Regions from separate parts of the Mus musculus genome. Here regions 2 and 3 are each linked to region 1. Evidence: chromatin contacts called from public Hi-C and promoter capture Hi-C data. All regions are on one chromosome and are shown on one strand. The core of a region is the stretch at or near the end of the contact, and the rest is flanking DNA. Distances in the headings are between cores, read along the strand shown. Region 1 holds the start of Vezt (vezatin, adherens junctions transmembrane protein). Region 2 holds the start of Nedd1 (neural precursor cell expressed, developmentally down-regulated gene 1). Region 3 holds the start of Ube2n (ubiquitin-conjugating enzyme E2N).

What was found. A called contact is a pair of places that touch in the nucleus more often than the background predicts. Capture Hi-C pulls out chosen DNA fragments and counts their contacts.
Region 2: a Hi-C map of CD8 T cells shows a contact between it and region 1, with 5 times the contacts expected there. The contact joins the promoter of Nedd1 here to the promoter of Vezt in region 1. A contact is called at or near these places in 1 of 39 promoter capture datasets (pre-B cells) and 2 of 484 Hi-C or Micro-C datasets (CD4 T cells and CD8 T cells).
Region 3: a promoter capture Hi-C map of liver shows a contact between it and region 1, with 4 times the contacts expected there. The contact joins the promoter of Ube2n here to the promoter of Vezt in region 1. A contact is called at or near these places in 3 of 39 promoter capture datasets (hippocampal neurons and liver), 2 of 484 Hi-C or Micro-C datasets (CD4 T cells and CD8 T cells), 3 of 115 datasets of contacts at active chromatin or transcription factors (astrocytes, cardiomyocytes and pancreatic cancer cells) and 2 of 9 other capture datasets (adipose tissue and liver).

The regions. Positions count from the first base shown.
Region 1 is chr10:94,034,502-94,037,201 of GRCm38.p6, forward strand. Vezt (vezatin, adherens junctions transmembrane protein) reads right to left here and starts at 1,298. Exons shown (of 12, transcript NM_172538.5): 1 at 1,169-1,298. The coding sequence starts at 1,204. Fgd6 (FYVE, RhoGEF and PH domain containing 6) reads left to right here and starts at 1,500. Exons shown (of 21, transcript NM_053072.3): 1 at 1,500-1,809. The coding sequence starts at 1,794.
Region 2 is chr10:92,721,163-92,723,862 of GRCm38.p6, forward strand. Nedd1 (neural precursor cell expressed, developmentally down-regulated gene 1) reads right to left here and starts at 1,256. Exons shown (of 15, transcript NM_008682.2): 1 at 1,161-1,256.
Region 3 is chr10:95,513,886-95,516,585 of GRCm38.p6, forward strand. Ube2n (ubiquitin-conjugating enzyme E2N) reads left to right here and starts at 1,277. Exons shown (of 4, transcript NM_080560.3): 1 at 1,277-1,352. The coding sequence starts at 1,323. Gm46239 (a long non-coding RNA gene) reads right to left here and starts at 371. Exons shown (of 2, transcript XR_001779843.2): 1 at 315-371.

The DNA.
Region 1 (2,700 bases), core at 48-2,547:
TATTTCCCTCCTCGATACTGTAGCTATATTAAGTCACTTTGCAACCCTCCATACTCCAGCCCCTAAAGCTGCACGTTCAGTATTGTCACCCCACCCCGATCTTTGGCATACATAAAACCCTTTTCCTGGAGTACATTTTCTCCCATCAATCTTCCTAATTTCATTCAGAGCTGAAGATTTACCTAGGGTATCACTTGCTGTGTGTAGCTTTTTAAAGTGCTATGAGTGGACAATGGGTTCCAAATTATGCTTCCACGGGCAGTTTTTAGATATCTCAATACTTCACATTCTGTACCGTACCTCACCCTCCCATTATACACCACGGGGGATTTCTTCTCTTTCTCTTGTATGAATTCCCTGAAATCTAGTTGGCTGAGGGAAAGTATGGCATACATATTCAATACATACACATACACGTTCCAGGGTGTGGGTATTGACCTGTCTGATGGGGTAAAAATGGCACTAAAGCCATTAACTAGGCTTTATTTTTTAAATTCAAGATGGCAGAGACATCTTAAAATAGTCCAACACAAAAGCATTCACATCCAGACCAGAGCTTCCATTCAGAACTGGCTACACTTAGCGCAACAGCAAGGACAAAAGAATGGAACCTAGGTGCTGAGACGCCAGAGCTCACACCATTGGCCACAGGTCTCACTTAACAGACCTTAAACCCCACATAGAAAGGCACCTGCTGCCTGCCTGCATTCCAGAGGCCACACCTTGATGATGATGATTATGATGATGATGATGACCGGAGGCACTTATGGATTAACAGGCCCGCAAAAATCAAAGATAAAAAGGGAAGGAGGTTAAGTAGTAGACAGAATATCCAGCACGTTTCGGCCCCGCCCCAACGAGGCGCAGTCCAGGGCGGTGCAGCCATAGGGTAAGAACCGATCAAGGCTCCCGCCCAGGGCCGGTCAATTGCGCCGGGTCTGGGAATTCTGGGCGAGCTCGGGGCAGAGGCCAACCACGCCAGGATCCCCTGAGCTATACCTGTCAGGCGGCTGCAGCAAGTAGGCCCCGAAACAGCGGAGGATTGGGGACCCAGGCCCGCAGGCGCCCGTCACCCTATCCCTCCCCTCTGAATCGCTTTGCCTTCTCGCTCTTCCTTTAGTCCTTCGGAAACAAAGACGGTCCACACTCCCCGCCATTTTCTCCTCACCTCAAAAACCACCTCTTCGTCAAACTCCGGTGTCATCCTTCTCCGCCATACCACCCGCCTCAGCACGATGGGAAATGAAGGCAGGAGGGCGGGCAGCACCCAGGCTTCGGCTCCTGCCCACCTCGGGGGCACTGAAAACTACAACTCCCGGCATGCATCGCGACCCACGCCCCTTTCCGACCTGCTTATTGGAGAAGAGGGTGAGCGTGTAGGCTGGAGGGGCGGGAGCGGGCGGGCGTTCCAGAGCTCCTATTGGAGAGAGCTATGGCTTTTGTCTGCCTTTTACATCCCCTGACTACTAGGGGGCGCCTGGAGCGCGGATTTTTCTCTCAAGTTGAGGTGGGGCGCGCGTCCGCGAAGCCGCTGCGATCTCCTCTCGTGCGCGCGCCTGGCGATCGTCCCGGAGCGCGGCGGAGCGGCGCTCGTGCACGTCCCCCTGTCGCTGGCCGCTAGCGCCCGGGTCCGCCGGAGGGTCGCGGGAGCCGGCGTCCGTCCTTTGTGAGGCGCTCAGGCGGTGCGGGACGGAATGTGGGCGCTGCGGGGACTTTTGTCTTCTGCTCAAACTCTGGGGAGTGTGGACTGAACGGGAGCCATGGACTGAGGGCGTGAGCCGCGCGGGGCAGTCATGACTTCTGCCGCGGGTAAGTGGCTGCGCTCGCGCCGGGCTGGGGAGTAGTCGCGGCGGGCGCCGGCGGGCTCCGGCTCCCGCTGCGTTCCCCGCGGGTGGGCGGTGCGGGACTGGCGCCGGTCGCCCGCGCCCGCTGTGGGGTCCCCGGGATGCGTCCCCCACCCCTGAGCCCAGGTGATGGGACGGCGTCGCGGAGCTTGCTCGGGTTCCGTGACTTAGGCGCTGTCGCTGCCTGTGCGCGGTGTGGGAAGCGTGGAGTCCGGTGTGGAGGAGTCAGTTATTCTAAGCTAGGACAGTTTTCCAGCGAGTTGAAGAAACTCCGCCACTAGCCCGCGTTGCTTGAAAACCTAGTATTTATTGACTGAAACTCTTCGCGCTTGTAAGGAGGGTTGGATAGAGCTGTTTGCACCCTGGTGTTTTGAGCCCTATTACCTGAGTGAGTATGGACTATTAGTTGGTAAAATAAAACAAAACCGAGTTGCCCCCTCCCCTGCACCTACCCCTCCCTGTTTTTTGCTCATCTTCACCTTTTCCTTCCTTCCTTCCTTCCTTCCTTCCTTCCTTCCTTCCTTCCTTCCTTCCTTCCTTCCTTCCTTCCTTTCTTCCTCCCCCCCCCACCCCCCTCGTACCTGGACTGTGTAAACAAAGCCCTATTTTCAGTCTGCCTCCTTTCCACTCACCCAAATGACAAAGCCTCTCCTTACCTTTGTGTGAATTTAAGCACTTTGGCTCATTGTGTTGTGACCTTTTTAAGGAACAGTTTCTAATCTTCCAAATTTGTGTCCAAGGGACAGTCTCTTTATAAGAACACAGCACATTTTCAAAGCCAGAATTTAATAAGGTATGGGATATATTAAAGGCATCTTTATCCACATCAGAAGAAACTTTGATGAGAGATTTTGTA
Region 2 (2,700 bases), core at 6-2,505, 1.3 Mb before region 1:
TTACTTTTTTTTTTTTTTTTTTGGTTTTTTGAGACAGGATTTCTCTGTATAGTCCTGCCTGTCCTGGAACTCACTCTGTAGACCAGGCTGGCCTTGAACTCAGAAATCCGCCTGCCTCTGCCTCCCGAGTGCTGGGATTAAAGGTGTGCGCCACCACGCCCTACTTTTTTTTTTTTTTTTTTTTTTTAAGGGATGCTACGGCAGCTACAACACACTGAATTGATTCCATCTGGTGACATAGGGGGCTGAATTTAACCAAGGTTAAAGGCCAACAGTGGTCAAAGACACGCCCCCACATCATCAACAAAAGCATCATACATATCTGGGTTCCAGAGGACAAACTAAAAAGCATAAGGCAGAAATCATTGAGTCTCAAGAGGAAAAATAAATAAATAAATAAAGTTTATGGAAAGGATTAAAACAGTTATTTGTTGTGCATATTTTTGGATACAGTAGTGTGTGGGGTGGTTCTGAGTTAGAAGGGACCCCTAGTAGGTGAGGCTAAAAACTTGCAGAGTCACCTGTTGAATTGTAGACAATGTTTCTATTTGGTGACTAAAACACTTACTCAATGCCCCTTGTTCCCCGGCCCATGGAAAAACACAGGGTAGAAAAGTTGAACTCTGAAGAACAGTAAACAGCTGCAAGCTGCTGCTACCCTAACCCCACACAAGGAGCCTACTGTGCAGTGTGGTGCAATGAGTGGATCAAGGCTCTTCAGAAGAGTTAAGCGACCCACACAGCTTCAGTGAGGCTGACTTCACGGAGACCTCTCACAGTCCCTTCGCTTGGCTTCTGGGCTCTGACATCAGTCCCCGGGAGAGGATCCCGGGAAAGAAGAGCGACAGCGACCAACTGCACTCTCTGCTCAAGAAGAGTTCTCGGGAGTTGCACCCCTAGCCCAGGGCGCCTGCGCTCAGCAGCTACGGGCGAGCCAGACCCGGGAGTCGGGGTGGACGAGCCGCTCGGGGCAGCTTGGCCCTTAAATCCGGGGCCCGCGACCCGGTCCTGTCCTGTCCTGTCCTGCCCGGTCCCCGGCCACTTTCCAGCGCGCGCGCGCGCCCGCTGCCGCCCAACGCAGGACCGAAGAGGCTGACCTCGGGGGTCCCCGGCCCAAGGCCACCGCGCTCACAGAGCCTCCCTGTCAGGCGGAACCTCACCTCTCAAGCGTGGGGCCACAGGGGAGGCCCAGCTCCACCCGTTCCTCGCTGCGCTTCCGGCTCCCGCCTGGACTGTTAAACTTGGGCGGCCGGAAGTCCCGCCTCGCATGACGTCACGGGAAAGGCGGTGCCCCGAGCGCTCAGCCCGCGGGGGTGCTGGGTGGCCTCCCACCCTGGGGCGGTGCAGAGGAAGATATCCTAGCCTGTAGCTACTGCTCCTTTATCACTCATTTGTTTGCTGGCTACTGTGTGCCAGGCGCTGAGTTAGGCTGTGGGTGTGCACTTACTGTGTTTAGCTTGAAGGGACAAGAGGTCAGTCAACACGCAGGTTCCCTAGCCTGCTGGAGATTACAGTCTAGTTAGGAAGTTAATATTAACACTTCTGTAGGGAAAGGGAAGGCAAGAATAAAATGCCAGGCAGTGGCGGTGCACACCTTTAATCCCAGCACTAGGGAGGCAGAAGCAGGCAGACTGCTGAGTTCTAAGCCAGCCTGGTCTACAGAGTGAGTTCCGGGACAGCCAGGGACTACACAGAGAACCTCTGTCTTGAACAAAACAAAACAGAAGAATAAAAGATGGGGAATTCACGGGCAACTCTCAGTTCCCACAAAAAAAGGTGTCACAGTTATCACAAAGAAGAACGCTCATAATAAAGGCAATTAACATGGTTGGTTTAGGAGAGGATTACTTGAGAGGAAGCCAAGAAAAGCTGCAGGTTAAACATCTAACTTCAAAGGGGTGTGGTGGTACAAGCCTTTAATCCTAGCACTCAGGAGGCAAAGGCAATGGGATCTCTGTGAGTTCAAATCCATCCTGGTCTACTGAACGAGTTCCAGGACGGTTATACAAAGAAACTCAGTTTCAAAGAGGGGAGGGAATGGAGAGGAAATTGTGGCAGGAGTGGGAGAAGGAAAGGAGGGGAAGAGAAAGGAAGGGGTGGGAGGGAAAAGGAGGAAAGCAGAGGAGAGGAACATCTAACCCAAAACGAACCCTAACCCTGAGAACAAACCCAGTAGTGACTTCAGCCTCTGAGCTAGCCATCTTCACATCCGCAGCTTCACATGCTGCTGTTCAGGTACATGAACACCAACTCAGTGGTTTTTTGGTTTTTTTGTTTTTGAAGGAAATGTATTTCATGGTAGAAAGGGGCCAATGAACTGAGTTTTCCCAACATTCCTGCTAAAAGATTGCTCTGTTGAGAGTTCTTACTTCCATCACTGATAGCATGTTCCTATGGAAAGTGTTGCTCCTTTGTCCCAGGTGCACACCGGATGTGTTTCTCAACTGGATACATAATGTCCCAGTTATCTGAACCCATATCAAAAACAACTGGAAACCTAAGAAGTGCCAATCCCCACCTCCCCTAGGAGAAAAAGAAGTCTCTCCAGCTTCTGGAAGCTGGTGAGGAACAACCATAAAATGAAGACGGGGAGCAAGCAGTATATGCCTTGTGTAATCTGCAGCTGCTTTTGGTGTTATTAGCTGATTTTTTTTCCTGGAATTTGGCCTAAAATGCTGAGATCTAAGTAGGGAGAACTGG
Region 3 (2,700 bases), core at 27-2,526, 1.5 Mb after region 1:
TTTCTATCCCCTTGAGAAGGCTAGGCTGACTTCAAATTGGCAATTCAGAAGACGAGGCCTAAATCCCTGTTTCTAAGAACTAGGCAAGTCCAGGCCTCAGAAGCTGCCCCACCACCTGGCCTGAAGCAAGGACAGTGGGTCAGCAGTAGTTTCCAGACTTCCTCAGCAACAGTTTTCAGCCACTCATGTCCCCACCACACCCCTAATGTGCTTTAAATCTGAACTGTGAGCTCACTTCCAGGTCTCCATCTTGGAATGAGAGACCCTAGCAAGCTGGACTTCTGCAGAATAAAGCCCTCTCTGCGTTTACATACCGTTTGGGTCTGGGGTATCATTCTTCAGCGAATCATGCATGGACCCTTACACTCTAATCAGATCCTTCTTCTAGTTAGCACGTAAATCTCGATTGCTAGGCTCAACCTTAAGTGGTGGCACAAGCCTAGCTCTACTCAGGGGGCAGAGGCAGGAGAATCACGAGTTCCAAGTCAGCTCGGTGCGTACAGAATAGAGAGCACCAGGCCAGACTTGGTTACATAGGGAGCCCTTTCTCAGGAAAACCAACAACCACAAAGATTAAATATCCTGCAGGATCCAGGCGTTTAGAGGCCGTGCCTTTTGCCTCCTCCCTTGTTCCGAACTCTCTTTTGGGGAGCGCCAGAGAGGCCCCCTTTTTTATGTGAAATTTAAACGTTTAGAAAAAATTTTTTTTGTCGCGGGTGTGTGTGTGGTCCTTGGCAAGCAGCGTTATTCCCAGTTAGAAGCTTTGGTATTGACTTCCGGCCTGTTCGCCACCGAGGAGGAGCGCGCGACCCGCCTGCCCTGTCCGCAGGGAACCGCTGCAGCGCCAGCCCGCCACGCGCACTGCGGACACGCTGAATGAACAAACGGAACGAATGAATGAATGGGCTGCGTCGGGGGCCGGGCCTTTGTTACGTCGCCCCCCGACGCAGGCGTGGTCGCACGTACAGCGCTCGCTCGTGGACGCCGGCCGCCCAGTGTTGCCGATTCTGCCACGGGCCAAGAAGCTCGGCGCCGCCTCGCGCCGCCTCCCCCCAAGTCCCTGCCCCGCCGCGGAGCGTCACTTCCGCCACCCCCGGCTGGGGTTGGGGCGGGGAGCGCGGGGGAGGGGGCCACCAGGTCGGAGGGAAGGCTGTCGGAAGCCCGCGTCCTAGCAGGGACTACATTTCCCGAGGGGCCTCGGCGGAGGTAGCGACAGGCGGGCGCGGCGACGTTCCCCGGAAGTGGAGCCCGGGACTTCCACTCGAGCGTGAGGAGAGCGGAGCCGGAGACAAGAGCAGAGGCCGAACTCGGGATCTGACAAGATGGCCGGGCTGCCCCGCAGGATCATCAAGGTAACCGCCCAGGCGGGCTTCGGGCCACTGGCTCTGCTCCGGCGCGCCGGGCCGCGCGGCCGTCCGCTTCCCTCCGCAGCCTCCGAGAGGCCTCTCTAAGGCATCGCGGAGAAGGGTCCGGCCTCGGCGGCGAGGAAGTCGGGCGCTGAGGAGGGGGCGCCGGGGAGACTTCCGGCCGCCTCTGAACGCCGGACAAGCGGGACGCCCGGGCGGTGCGGCCGCGGCCGGGGAGGCCCTGGCGGCTGCCCGGGAGAGGGCGGGGCTGCGGGCTTCGGGCTCTGGCGCGGGACCGGTGCGGGCCTCGGCGGCTTCTGTTCCTCCGCGGGGCGGGAATCGCGGCGTGGCCTGGACTCTGGGCGCGGGTGGTGGCCCGTGGCCGGCCGCTCTGCCCCGGAGCTCCCTTCTCTTCCTCCGCAGGGGCTCGGGGCTGCGGCAGTCCCGGGTGCGGAATGAATGGACCGACCCCGAGAGCCGGGCGGGGCCGCGGGCCGGGAGAGGCCGCTCCGGGAGGGCCACGGGGTTCTGCCGGCGACAGCACAGGTTGGTCCTGGCTGCCCCGCACCTCCTAGCGACGTCCGGGGCTGGCCGCCCGGTTGCCCTGGCTTCCGCGTTCGCTTCCCGGTGTTTCTGCTGGGTAGCGCTGTGATTGTACTTCGGCTGGCTAACTCTTTGGAGACTGTTCTCTTCTCCGAGGCAAGGGCCTCAAGGGCCTCGGTTATGGGGATGATCTGTGAAACAGTTTGCCTCTCAGCTTTTGTGCGCCTTATTTGAGCGGCCCTGGGGCTCTTTAGGGATACTGAATTTTGATAAATACATAAGGAACCACGGGGGTATAAACCTCGTATCTTGATTTCCTAAAATCTTTACATAACACCATTAAGTCTTCATAGTGTTATAACCCAAGAAAACTAAATTTTTAACATTTTTTGGCATCTGTTTTTTTTTTTAATGTAGGAAATTGGTTAAAAAAATCTTGCACTGCCCAGTTTGCCAGCTAAGTGCTCAAATTGAAGCTTCACTTTGCTTGCTGTAATCCACTGAACATATATTTATAGCATTGTTCCACTCTTCCAAAGTTTTAGGGGAGATTTGTACAAAGTAAGTGGAGGGCCTCTTTGAAGGGTGTGAGACACTGTAGTTCTTCAGGCAGTCACAAATGTCTGTGAGGCTGGGGTGTCATTGACAGAAAGGTGCTTGAATTAGAAAAACAAGCCCTTTCATAGGATAAAAACTCTTACAAAGGAAGAATACATTTTCCACGAGCACTGGAATCTCCTTTTTAAATTTGTTTTATTTATTTATTTATTTACTTATTTATTGGTTTTTCTCTGTGTAGCCCTGGCTGTCC